Regions from separate parts of the Mus musculus genome. Here region 1 is linked to region 2. The links are chromatin contacts, called in public HiChIP or PLAC-seq maps. All regions are on one chromosome and are shown on one strand. Each heading gives the region's core, a stretch centred on a gene start, on an enhancer-like site or on the middle of the called end of the contact. The rest is flanking DNA. Distances are from core to core; before and after follow the strand shown. Region 1 has its middle 5.7 kb from the start of Adgrv1. Region 2 overlaps 9330111N05Rik (RIKEN cDNA 9330111N05 gene).

What was found. HiChIP or PLAC-seq counts read pairs in DNA pulled down with a chosen protein or histone mark.
Region 1: a contact with region 2 is called in a FOXA1 HiChIP or PLAC-seq map of pancreatic cancer cells. The contact joins two enhancer-like sites. A contact is called at or near these places in 2 of 115 datasets of contacts at active chromatin or transcription factors (pancreatic cancer cells and trophoblast stem cells) and 1 of 9 other capture datasets (liver).

What each region holds. Positions count from the first base shown.
Region 1 is chr13:81,635,567-81,642,206 of GRCm38.p6, forward strand. No RefSeq gene overlaps it. Among named protein-coding and RNA genes, the nearest start is that of Adgrv1, 5.7 kb to the left of the region's middle. Within about 2 kb of position 5,360, at least 64 of the 459 cell types and tissues checked have an H3K27ac peak or open chromatin away from gene starts, as enhancers often do. A contact at or near this core is called in pancreatic cancer cells, where this site is marked.
Region 2 is chr13:80,991,446-80,998,435 of GRCm38.p6, forward strand. All of the region lies in intron 1 of 9330111N05Rik (RIKEN cDNA 9330111N05 gene), which reads left to right. Among named protein-coding and RNA genes, the nearest start is that of 9330111N05Rik, 31 kb to the left of the region's middle. Within about 2 kb of position 5,521, at least 9 of the 459 cell types and tissues checked have an H3K27ac peak or open chromatin away from gene starts, as enhancers often do. A contact at or near this core is called in pancreatic cancer cells, where this site is marked.

The DNA.
Region 1 (6,640 bases), core at 4,110-6,609, 640 kb after region 2:
GGTGTTCTGCTCAAGACAGCTTTTCAGAGTGCTCTCTGTGTTCTGCTCTAGACAGCTTTCTCTTGCTATTCTAAAAACTGTCTAGATAGTTCAGTTCTACTTGAGCGCAGAGCTGAGAGAATAAGCTTTCCCCTCCCCCCATATTCATCTTCATCAAACCAGTTCGGTAAGAGCTCCTCTTTAAAGCAGTTGGTCTTTTAAAATTCATTAAAAAATATTCTTTCCTACAGCAACTTAGTTAATCTTGCATAATAAATGACCCCTATAATTCTCCTCAGTAGATCTTTCTAGGCCCCCTGAAGAGGATAAAGCTTGTGGGGGAGGAACAGTTCACAAGTACAAGCTTGCATGAAGAACTTTTAAAGATTTATTTATATGTAAGTACACTGTAGCTGTCTTCAGACACTCCAGAAGAGGGAGTCAGATCTCGTTAGGATGGTTGTGAGCCACCATGTGGTTGCTGGGATTTGAACTCCAGACCTTCGGAAGAGCAGTCGGGTGCTCTTACTCACTGAGCCATCTCACCAGCCCCATGAAGAACTTTTAGCACAGCAGCTCAAACAACTTAGGCACTTTTTTAAAAAAGCTCCTTTTACCTCCCAAAAGCAGAATTAGATTATTGCTTCCAGCATGTCCAACTGTTCTAAACGCTTCTTAGACAGCAAAAGGACTACCAAGAGCCCGCCACAGCTGATTCTCTTCCTTCAATCCTTCAGTCTCTTCCTTGCAGGCTTAGAACGTTCCTCCCATCTGGAACCTCAAAATAAAGCAGCGAGTCACTCCAAATGGATCTTCTTATATGCAGTGTAGTCAAGGTCTCCTTAAGGTTTACTGTTTACTGTGAGCTCTGAAATTAAAAAAAGCAACAGAGCTTAAGTCAAGTTCCTCTTCTAGACAGGACACAAGAATACATATCAAGCATTTGTCATATCAGTTATATGCCCGAGGAAGCAAAAATCCAAAGCCTGTAACTTCACATGCAGAATCAGGATCTGTGAGGGAAATAAAACCAGACGGTCACAAAAGTCAGGGATGGACACCTGAGAATAGTTGCAGTCCAACAGCAGAGAGGGGACATCTTATGTATTGTATCAATACATCACCTGTCAACTAAAGAAAAGATGCCCTATAGGAAAGGGTAAGCTAGAAGGTGGGACATCTTGGAGACAGAAAGAATTCTGGGATTAGCCCTGGGAAGATGTATGGTACCTAAGCGAAGGTAACCAGCTATGTGACAGAATGTAGATTAGAGTGAATGGGTTATTTTAAGTTATGATCTAGTCAGAGAAGAGTGTAGATATATGGCCAAGTTATTTGTAAATGTATTTTGAGTCTGAGTCTTATTTCTGGGATCCTGGGTCTGGAAAGCAGAACCAGACCTAACTTCTTCACAACAATCCACGTCAGGAACAAAAAATACGTATTGTTGAGCCTTCAGTCATTGCAACGTCTCAGAAAGAGTATTGTTTCACACAGAGCTATGGCATGCTACCACCATTCAGTCAAACACTGTCCCAAGCTGGTTTTCAGGTCACCATGCTGTGTTGACAAGCAGAGTCCCTCTGCCAGACAGTCCCTGCTTGTCTCTTTCCTCTGCTGCAACAATACTGTTACTACAATGTATGTTTATTGAATAGTCACTTGCTCAGAAACTTTACTGAATACTAACAGATGGGTCATGGGCAAAGTGCAGTCTCTGTCCCCATAGAGTCCACATTGTGTCAGAGAAAGGACATAAATCCAAAGCACAAGAAGGCCTGTGCTGTCAAAGAAATGTGAAATAAGATGGCTCAGAGTTACAGAGAAGACTACATGTTAGCTTGGCTCTAATGGTGCTCTCACACCTGCCTTCTTTTGGTGCCCTGGTTGCTGCTATCTTTTAGACCAGAGGTTCTCAACCTTATTAAGGCCATGGCCCTTTAATGCAGTTTCTCATGTTCCCAACCATAAAATTATTTCATTGTTACTTCATAACTATAATTTTGCTACTGTTTTGAATCCTGATATAAATATCTGTGTTTGCTGGTGGTGTTAGGTGACCCCTATGAAAGGTGACTCAGATGGCTCTTGACGCACAGGCTGAGAACCACATGATTTACATACACCAACCTGGTGCTCTGGTTCTCCTTACCTGTCTCTGCTTGGAGCACCCCGGCCAACACTACTATAGCTGAATTACCAGGAAACAAGTCATAACAGCATCAGAAGACATCTTCTGCAAGATCCAAACAGTAAATATTTCAGTCTCTCCGCCAGTGTCATCTTCGTTACTCGGATGGGTACTCAGAAGTCCACATTAGTTTTAGGAAGGTATCTAAGGACAGAGGAAAGCTGAAGAATGAGCCTGAGGCATCCAGCCACACCCGAATGACAGTGTGGTGGGCAATCCCTGCTCTGTGCAGTTCTAGAATCAGGTGTTCAGTCCACAAAGGCTGGCTGTCGGAGATGGCGTTCTTGGAGTCTACTTTGGTATAGAGGAATTTTAATCCATCAATATGGCTGCTCTGGCAAGGGGGTTCATCCGAAGATATGATCCAGTTGGAAGACAGACACAGCACACACACCTTTAATCCCTCTGGCTGTGATTTGTTCCCCAAAGTACAAAGATAAGCCCTCGGTAAGCACCTTTGATCCCAAACAATGACATTTAATTGAAAGGCAGACAAAGTGATGAATTAGAGAAAGATTTGACAAAATGAATCAGAGATAGAACATGCCCAACTTGGGACAGATAGGAAAGAGAGGTTATTTAAGAGCAGAGAGAGAGGGGGGGGGAGGGAGAGGGAGGGAGAGGGAGAGAGAGAGAGAGAGAAAGAGAGAGAGAGAGAGAGAGAGAGAGAGAGAGAGAGAGAGAGAGAGAGAGATTGATTTCAGTTCGGAGCAGTTCAGTTTGGTGGAATTTAATTGAGCTTAGAACAGAGCAGAGGACTTTGGAACAGTTAGTTCGCTTCGTGGAGGTCAGAGGCAGTCTTTGCAAGCAGAACAACTCAGTCAGAAGCCAATTTGAGTCAGTTAGCTTGGAGAAGAGTTTGAGCCAGAACAGTTGAGTTGAACCAGCCAGTCAGAGCTCAGAAAGAGAAAATGTGAATTTATTCATCAATAAGTCTCAGATGCTAAAACATTCTAGGCCAAGATAAGTAGACGAAGGCTGAAAGCTGAAGTCTTTAAGGTCCTGGCTTGCAGAAGGTTAATATAGCTTGCCAGGACAAATTAAGGATTTAACATAGGGAATATACGTGCATATAGAAAAAACTCCGGACAAAAAATTCATCCTCACTGAATTAAAACTACTCAAGCAAAGGCTTTGTCTCAACATTTCTAAAATTATTATTATTATAGATTTAGTTCCCCAAAGTAAAAAGGGAAAAAGTTTGGTAGTACTACCACACATGTGACAAGTATTCTTAAAACATCACTAAGAATAGCACATTATAAGAGATCAGAGCACTGTAGGAAATAAACAAGTTTAAATTTGTTCATCAATTCACTTGATCCTGTACAGAAATTTCTTTCTTGCCTATTCCTATTACAAAAAAATATGCTTTTAGAAATGATCTTTTTAAATGTATTAAATTCTGTTGTTGATATTTGGGCTGTATACCACATTTGTTCTCAGCATTTTGATCTGTCTGTTACAAGGGATGTTTCTTTCACGATGGATGAGAACTATACTTACCTGTGGGTATAAGGACATATATTAAGGATATAGATAAACCATATGCAAGAAACAACACAGCTCCATAGCAAATGCCTTGGAATCTATCTCCTACACCAATCAGAGACTGATTACAAATTTTCTTTTATTTCACTACTTACCATGTGTAAGTTTTTATTATCATATTCACCAAAGAAGTAGTTGAACATAGTCCTATGCAAATTATTTTGAATCTATACTTTCCCAATCTAAGCACAGTAGTCCTCAAGAAGTTATTTTAGAAAGCATTTTCAGAAAATGCTGTTGGAGACTTTTAAAACCCCAGTATTTATTTCTTAGCTAGATGCAGATTTCAGGATAGTTTTTCTTATATTTAAAAAGGAAATTCCCTATGAATCAGACAGACATGTGTGTATGGAATCTTCAATCCCCAGAGGACAGATAGTTAAATCATTCTTCCAACCTGCCTCGCTTTAGGCTTGCTGGGTGGCATGTCCCAGAGCTCATCGCTTTGCTTCAATGGCAGGGGTAGGAAGCCCTCAGGCTCACTAACCCCATCGCATATCAACACATCGCCATGGTAGCCTTTGTCTCCCTGTCACAGTCCCTCTGCAATGACTCAGCCATTCATTCTCCTGAATCAATATTGAAACTCTTGACATCTGTTACTTGAGGTGTGTGTATGGGATGTAGGAGGGGAGACTACCAAATCCTTTACTCCTAACATCAAGTTATAGTGAGGCCATGGTTATGGTTTCTGCTTCTGTTTCTCTTTGAGGAAAGACTATACTATAAAGTTTTCACTCTGCATAATTACCTTGAACTCAGTTTGGATTTCCATTCTTGGCAATATAATAACAACCAATTACAGTTTCCAAAAACCTTATATGTGCTGCAGGAAATTTAAAAAGTGCTGAATTTAAATAGTTAATCACCTTGGCAGTAGCTTGTATAGGAATATGGAGATGGGGTGGAACTATAACTATTTTGAAAAGTAATAAAATCTCTAAATCTTTGGTGTATAAATATTAAAATTCCATTTTATATACATAGTCCATCTTGAAATATAAGTAGCAAGAGCCAGAATAAGCATGTTAAATAGTATTTCCATCAGGCATCACCGTTCAACAAATATCAAATTATAAAATGGACCCTCCTGTTTTAAAATACAATTTTTTTTTGTTTTGTTTTTTTGAGACAGGGTTTCTCTGTATAGCCCTGGCTGTCCTGGAACTCACTTTTGTAGACCAGGCTGGCCTCAAACTCAGAAATCTGCCTGCCTCTGCTTCCCAAGTGCTGGGATTAAAGGCATGAGCCACCACCACCCTGCTCAATTTTCTTTAAAAAATATTTATAATCATGTGTTTCTGATATGATGAATCACAAAATGAGTCTAGTTTTCAATCAAGCACTTACTGAGTACTTTTCTCTTTGGACTAAATTCAGAGCAGAAAGCATCCCTACTGTGTGAAGAGGTGACTGTGAGTTAAGAATAAGTGCACACCTGCCTCATGAGACCCTCAAGAGCCTTTGCTTTTGTTTCCTATGTAGAGAGCCGGGCTACAGTAAAGGAGGACACACCTCACTTCATTCTTTCTCAGTTGCATTTCCTTCCAGAACGAGCCAGCTCACAGGGCAAGTTCAAGCTCAGGCCCATCTGATCTGCACAGGGCACTGCTGTAATTAAACTGTCCTCAGCATGCTACACCAGATAACCCAATAAAATCATCAGTGCCGGGTACCACAAAGCTCTCCCAGAACCCCTGCTCTCTTCCAAGGATTTCTCCAATCTGAGGTAATGTTTATTTTACCAGTGACTCAAAGCAAACAAAGCCCCTGGAAACAAGGATCCCACTGTCTATTCACATCCGGGTGGGAAAACCAAACCCCCAAACAAGGAAGGTTTGGCTGATGGTATGTGGGCATCATGCAGCGCTTCGCAAAGTTTGTGTTTTACGTGTGGGTGCCTAGTTCTTGTAACACAGAGATGAGTTTTGGGGTGTTCCACTGTTCAATTCGTATTGAAACACATGCAAAGCACCACTCAGCAAGCTCTGCTATGCTGTCTGCAGATGGTAGGAGTCAGATAGTATCAGGAAACAGACACTAGATTTACCTTATTTTTTTCTTAAAAAAAAAAAAAAAAAAAAAAAAAAAAAAGCTTAACGGTCTGAGAAAATAAAAAGATGATTAATGCTGTGCTGAAAGACGACTGTGCAGACAAGGACACAGCCTGGGCTGGCCCTCGGCAGTCCCTGGGAGTCCCAAACAAACCGGAACTCCCCCATGCTCATGGCTATTCTCTTTTTCCCTCCACTTTATACTTTGTTCTTCCAAAGTGAGAAAGAGAATTGTGAGTATTCTCTATAAGAAGTGCTGAAGTAGCTAACTTCTGATGATTATAAAATCACTGGTGGCCACTAGTTCAAAAGAAAATCTTTCCCAAATAAAACCAATTATGAGCAGACTTCAACTGTGTCCCTTCATCCACTGCCAAATGCAGTATCAATAGGATGGAATGTGAAGGCTGCCGCTTTGAGGGATCTGAAAGGCACTGAAAGTATTCATCTTTTTGTGGTGGCTCTGCCCCCATGCAGAACAGAAGAAAAGAAAGGGGAATTATACAGCATCAAGTTGAATTGTGCAAGTGGAGAGCAGGAGAGGAAAATTATAACCAGATGCGTGTGTGGATGGTTTATTTTCCTATTTTCCAGTGAGCTCAACAAGACAACCCGCGCCCTCTACTGGCAGTGTGAGGTAACTGAAAACTGTGGGAAAAATAATAAAATTGAAAAGTATTACAGTAAAGAGATACTACTATAATAATGACATTAAAACAACATTAGGCCGAGTCTTGAAACATATTTTACTGTGATAAATATTCACAAAAATGTCAAAAATTGCCAAATAGTAACAATTCCATGTGGGTCAAATTACTACGTCCCTTTTTTACTGAAAGAAGTGATGGTCTGTTCTGTTCTTTGT
Region 2 (6,990 bases), core at 4,271-6,770:
ACCCTGTGTGAAACTGCTATAAACAATTACAACCAGAAGGCTAAGTCGTAAGAGAAGCCTGAGGCAAGGGCAGGCTATTTGTTTTTGTTGTTGTTGGGTTTTTTGTTTGTTTGTTTTGTTTTTGTTTTTAGAGACAGGGTTTCTCTGTGTAGCCCTGGCTGTCCTGGAACTCACTCTGTAGCCCAGGCTGGCTTCGAACTCAGAAATCAGCCTACTTCTGCCTCCCAAGTGCTGGGATTAAAGGCGTGCGCCACCACCGCCCGGTTCAAGGGCAGACTATTAAGGGCAAGAGTGAGATGGTGTAATCACTTGCAAAAGGAGCCAGGAGGTCAAAATCAAAAAGGAATCAAAAGAAAACAATCTATAGTTGTTAGTTAGTGGAAAAACAACTCTCAAATATGAAGATGAAATAGCAGCATTTGATTTTCAGCAATAATGGGCAGAACTGAAAGTCCAGCAGACCCACTAGGAAGAAAGCTCTTCTTGATGCTGGAGAAAAATAATTTCTGATAAAGGGACAAATATTCAACAAGGAAACAATGAGAAAGCCAAGGTGGGCATTGGGACAGTGGTAAGTCAACCTGACATGCTCCAGAATTGCCTGGGAAACAGACCTCCCGTTGCATGCGTCTGGGAAGGACCATGTCTGCTAAGTTAGCCTCTGGCTGTGCCGGTGAGACCTTAGGCTGATAAAGTTTACTGAGGTGGGAAGTCCCATTCTAGAAGTTGGCAATAATGCTTCCTAGTTTGAGTTCTAGGATGAGTAAAAAGAAGAGAGCAGGCTGAGTACAGGCCCTCAGCCCTCTCTGCCCCTCTCTGCCCCCTCAGCCCTCTCAGCCCCTCTCTGCCCCCTCAGCCCTCTCAGCCCCTCTCTGCCCCCTCAGCCCTCTCAGCCCCTCTCTGCCCCCTCAGCCCTCTCAGCCCCTCTCTGCCCCCTCAGCCCTCTCTGCCCCTTGGCTGTGTCTGGACTGCAGCTGCTCTCTCTGCTCCTTGACTGAATGCGTAATGGTCAGCTGCTCTTCATTGCTCACACCTTCACTTCTCTGCACTTTTAAACTGTGAGCTGATATAAAAACCTGCCTCTGTGAAGTCACTCATGCCTCTTGTCACAACAATCCAACAAGTGAGCACACTGTTGACAGCTCTATTTGTCACAGCTGGCCTGGTTACACAGGTGCCCTGTGTGAAATGAACATAAATGAACGCAGTAGCAACCCCTGCCAGTATGGGTGGTCTGGGGTAATGTGCTGTCCTCTGAGGACCAATACAGATTCATTGTTGGCCTGCCTTCCTCCTTCAGCTATCTTGGAGCCTCGGGCTATGGTTGTATCTGTCAGCCTGCATTCACAGTCATAACTGTCCTCTGAGAGGCTCCATGCAGCAGCTGACAGAAACTGATGCAAAGACATAGAGCCAAACTTTAAACAGATCTCAGGAAGTCTTGTGGGAGAGTTTGGGGAATGATTAAGAGACCTGAAAAGGATAGGGACTCCACAGGAAGACAACAGAGTCAAATAACCTGGACACTTGGAGGTTCCCAGAGACTGAACTACCACCAATCAAAGACTGGTGCTAGGACCCCCCTGGCATGTATGTAGCAGATGTGGGTCCCCAACAACTGGAGTGAGGGATTACCCTGACTCTGTTCCTTGCTTGTGCATCCTGTGTTGTCTTAACTAGGCTGTCTTGTCTAGCAACAGTGGGAGAGGATTAATTAGTCCTGTAGTGATTTGAAGTGCTAGAATGGGTTGGTTCCCCAGGAAGGACCTCCCCCTTTCTCACAGGTGAAGGGGAGGAGGGTCTGTTTGATGGGGGATTAGCAGGTGGGAGCTGCAATCAGGATATAAAGCAAATTAATTAATTAATTAATTAATTAATTAATTAATGGGAAAAACTCCGCCTCTGCTAAGTAGCTTTTGTCAGTGCATTCTATCATAGCATCAGGGAATAGAACTAAGATGCGGGTATTTCCAAATGCGTGTTCATGAAGCAAAATAACACCAATTGCATCGGATGAAGCTTTGTTGTTGTGATTTGGTTCTATTTCAAATTTTTAAATTGTGTGCATATGTGTGTGCCCAATGCATGGCATGCACGGCCACCGGACAGCTTTCGGCTATCAGTTCTCATCTTCGTCTTGTTGAGGCAGGGTTTCTGCTGCCGTTTGTGGCCCTCCAGGCTAGCTCACCCAGCAGCTTCCATGCAGTTAGCCTTGCTAGATCACAGTTGTGTGCCACTACAGCTGACTTTTTTGGTTTGTTTGTTTGTTTTTCTTTTCAACTCAGGTTTCATGGATCAAACTCAGGTTTTCAGGCATGAAGAATTAGAGCTTTCACCTGCAGAGCCATCTTTCCAGGCAGCATTGTTATTCTTGAGACATATTCTTACTGTGTAGCCCAGGCTTGGCTTGAGCTTAACCTAATGACCATCCTGTCTCAGCCTTAAGTGCTAACATTACAGGAATATACCACCACGCCCAACCTTTTGAAGGCTTGATATTGTGGAGAGACAAGGTTACACAGAGCTTTCAAGCTTCTGCATATTTGTGAGTGCAAGCACCGGAAGTTTTGCTTGGACTATCTGCGATGACTAGAGCAAGGAGAACTTGGGACATAGAAACAGTGTCTCCCTCCAAGTCAATACAATATCTATTAGGGGTCTCTCTGGGACACGGGCCTGTTTACTCACAACTCTCTCTGTTTATGATACAGACTGACTTCTGGCTCACCCTATGCCATCCCACTGGTCTTTGATGACACAAGGGTCATTGACATGGATATAAAGCTCATGTTTCTTTCCATACAGTAGTAATGTCTTTTATCTCTAATCCAGCAAGGCTGTGCCTTTCGTCTTCTCAGATCGTTGGCAGTTCTATACACACACACACACACACACACACACACACACACAGAGAGAGAGAGAGAGAGACAGACAGACAGACAGAGACAGAGAGACAGAGAAGGAGAATTACAAGATAGAAAAGTATGTAAGCATATACATTCTGTTTAATAGAATTTATTAAAAGAAGGTAAGTGAACTGAAAATTAAGTGCTGTTTATGTCATTTGCAGAGTAAATTTGATGACCATGTCAAATGCTGTATATACCTTTTAGCAATTTTAATATCCATTCATGATTTAATTGCATTCTTTCCGAATTAAAACATATAGGTGTTCTGAGTACATCAAGAAATACTCAGATGTCATGCTTTTTCTCAGTTCTGTTGTCACCATCATCACAGAAGATGTCAGGTTTTGCATGATTCCTCCCACACACCAAGGAAGGCCACTCTATAGCAGTGGAGCTGAGCCGCATGTCTCCAATACAAGTTAGCTGAGGCACTTTCTGCCTAGATGTCAGATACACAGGTTAAGAGCTCTTTCCCTGATAGTGCCCACACCAATTAGCAGCCCCAGGTTATTTACCTATGTTCTGAACTGCCAGCTCTATGTTGTGGTTTACCTAACTTACCACTTGGCCTCAATGAAGTGACTGACAGATCTTGGATGTTAATAAATATTTACAGTTTATTATAAAGCGTAGCACAGGGGATACAGGTGACAAAAAACCCCCCACATATTGAATGAGATATGGGAGAGGATCTGATTTACTCCCCCCTCCATGACCTGTGTGTGTCCAACTGTCCAGAGGCTCTCAAATCCTATCTTGTATTGTTGTTTGTTTGTTGGTGATTGTTTTTGAGACAGGGTCTCATTGTGTAGCACTGGATAGCTTGGAACTTTCTATGTAGACAAGGTTGCCCTCAAGTTCCCAGACATATGCCCTCCTCTGCCTTCTGAATGCAGAGATTAAAGACATGAACTACCATGCTCAAGCCCTTTTGAGTTTTTATAGAGACTCCATTCCTTGTCCATGAATGGATCATGGACAACTGTGGAAACCAACTGGAGAAGGGTATATGATGTAAAGCGAACATGCATGAGGGGACATACAGTAAGTAGAGTCCACAGCAGTATTAATCTGTGCATGTCTTTGCAAATGACTGTGCAAGATATGGAGCAAGTGATCTGGAATGAGGAGCGCCTTAAGGCCTACATCTAGACAAGGGCTCGAAGACAGGTCAGCAGAGGGGGTGGGTATTAGCATTTCTATTTCCTTGGAAAAATAACTTCTAGTTTTTAAAGTCTATACTGAGGAAGGGATTGTGATTGAAAATCAGTACATAAACATGTGCATGCACAAGTGAACGTGCACACACACACACACACACACACACACACACACACACACACACACACACAAGTACACCCCTCCTCTAATATGATGAACATAAGAAACCTGTGGACAGGTGAGAGGGCTCAGCAGGTCCAGACAGCCTGCAGCCAAACCTGGCATCCTAAATTTGATCCTTAGCACTCACATGCGGAAGGCGAGAACAGACTCCTGCAAGTTGTTTTCTGACCTCTGGGAAAGTGTAATGGCATGTATAACTTCATCCAAACAAAAACATAAAGATGTAAGTCAATTCTAAAAACCAAGTTCTGTACAATGATACATAGAAGCTATGCTAGTACATCCTAGCACCTGAGAGGCTGAAGCAGGAGGATCACAAGTTCAAGGTTGATTGAATTACATAACAAATACTGTTCCTCCCTCTACGAAAGAAATACCAGATCTGGGTATGTAATTTTCTTAGCTATAAACCTCCAAAGTTCCTTTTAGAGGGTTTTGATCAGCTTTGTGCCACTCCAGTGAAATTTCTAGCACATGCTCCTTGGGAAGTAAAGCCAGCAGATGGTTTTGGAAGTTCAAGTCCCAGATGGGTTAGACTGTGGTGTGATCCTAAGGTAAGTGTGGCCAGTCATGGTGAGTGTGCCAGAACTCATACCTTGTCAGAAATCAGAGATAGGTGGGGAGCAGGTGGAGAATGGCAGGGTCCAACTATCCCTTTCAAAGCATCTCCTAAAACGAAGGACCCCACACCTAATAAACCCTACTTCACAGAGGCCTGGAGCACCCCTGATCTCCCAACTCTGAAGCCTGTAGTGTGAACTGTGGGAAGTCAACTCCAAGATGGCGCCAGTTTCCGGTTGCCGTTGTCATAAACAACACCACTGCGCAGGCGTCAATTCGAATTTGGTGCCAACCCCTCCCGGGTGCATGCAAATTGGGTGCCGGCAGACTGACCAATCCCAGGGGCCCACGGAGCCTTCTCCTGTGCTGGGGTGCATATAAGCAGGGCTCCCTGGGCACCCGGGGTCCCTGTAGAAGCATTGAGGTGTTCCTGCAATAAAGGCTGTTGAGAAGAATCCAACTGTGAGCAGACGCGACAGTGAACTTTCAGAGGATCCATCCAAGGCATAAAAAATAGCAACGTTTTTCTCAAGTCAAACTGGGCCTTGCTGTGGGATGCAGAGGTGTCAAGTATCAATGATATCTAATGGTGACTGATCTGTGAGAAATGATTATGCCCATTTGGTGCCCTCATATAGTTCATGTCTGTTTTTCACAGTGTTACGGATATGCCTCAGTGCTTTGTACACACTAGGCAAGCACTGTATTGTGTAGTACACTGAGTCATACCCAGCTCTATATTGATAATTTAAGATTAGTCATAGCAAGAGTAGTTATACCACAGAAATGGGAAATTACTATATAACATATCTTTTTTTGCCCCGAAGAAACAGACATGTGTTAAACATTTACCAAAACATCATGGTATCAGTGGTCGAGAAAAGAAAGGGAAGTAGAAACATGGTTTTATTCAGAGGAATGTTATTTAATTTGAAATGAAATTTAAGTCTGACTTACAACTGGTAAATGTTCAAACTTTTATGTATTTATTTAAAGAGGTGTTTTTATATTACAATGTGTTTGTGTATGTGTATGCATGTGCATGTCTGTATGCGAGTGTGTTTGTATGTGCGCATTTATTTGTATGAGTGTGTGTGTATGTGTGTGTGTGAGTATGTGTATGTGCAATAGCTTGTGAGTGTAGTTGTCTGTGGATTTCAGAAGGTGTCAGATCCGCTGAAGCTGGAGTTGTAGGTAGTTGTGAGCCACCCAGTGTAGCTGCCCAGAACTGAATTCAGATTCTCTGTAAGAGCAGTAGACACTCTGCTGAGCCATCTTTTCAGTTCAATTTTTTTTAATGCATTTAAAGGATAACATACAGTTCTCTGAGGGTACTTTGTTATGTGGATCCAGTTTATAAGGAACACCTAAGAATCTGTATCAAAGAACCATGCACATAGGCAATTGAATGTTGAACCAGCTGTCTAGGTTACAATCTGATTTAGACTTTTCTAGTGAAAAAACAAACAAACAAACAAACAAACAAAAAAAACAGGTTTCTCTAGATAATAAGAGAAGACAATGGGAAGGGCCAAAAGACCCTCCCAGCTGTAGGATGCAGGCTGATGAACACACAGGCAGGGACTAGATTGTTTGGTAGAGGCAGCTAAAGCAAGTTTTATCTTCGTCTAATGAAAGCAGATAGATTTCTATGACACAATTTGACTTGGTTTTAGAGTCCCACAATTTAACTTTACAAAGAAAAAATTCACTGTTGCCTTTGTTCATCACACAAATTACACACCAAGTATAGAACCAGCTACTTTGAAAATAATATAACCCACAGCACCCAGAGGAGACTCTGCTCCCAGGAGCTCTAGCACATCCAGGATCTTAGGATCAGGGGTGAGTAGGACACAACATCTGTTCCAGCATCATCAGGAGTAACTGGGACCAGCAGGATTCAGGGACTCAGGAACCCCACCCGAACAGTGGCTCAGGTTCCTTCCAGTCTGCACCGGTTTACATTGGATGCAAACTCTGTAGCCAGTCCCACAGCACCCAGAGAAGGCTCAAACCCCAGGCACTATAGCACAGCCATGACCACAGGATCCCAGAATCCCAGTATCCCAGGAGCTTGGTCCCACCAGAATCTCAGGGTACCAGAGGCAGCTGAATCCCAGAAACTCTGACACACCCAGAATCTCAGGATCACAGGATCACAGAGACTGCTACA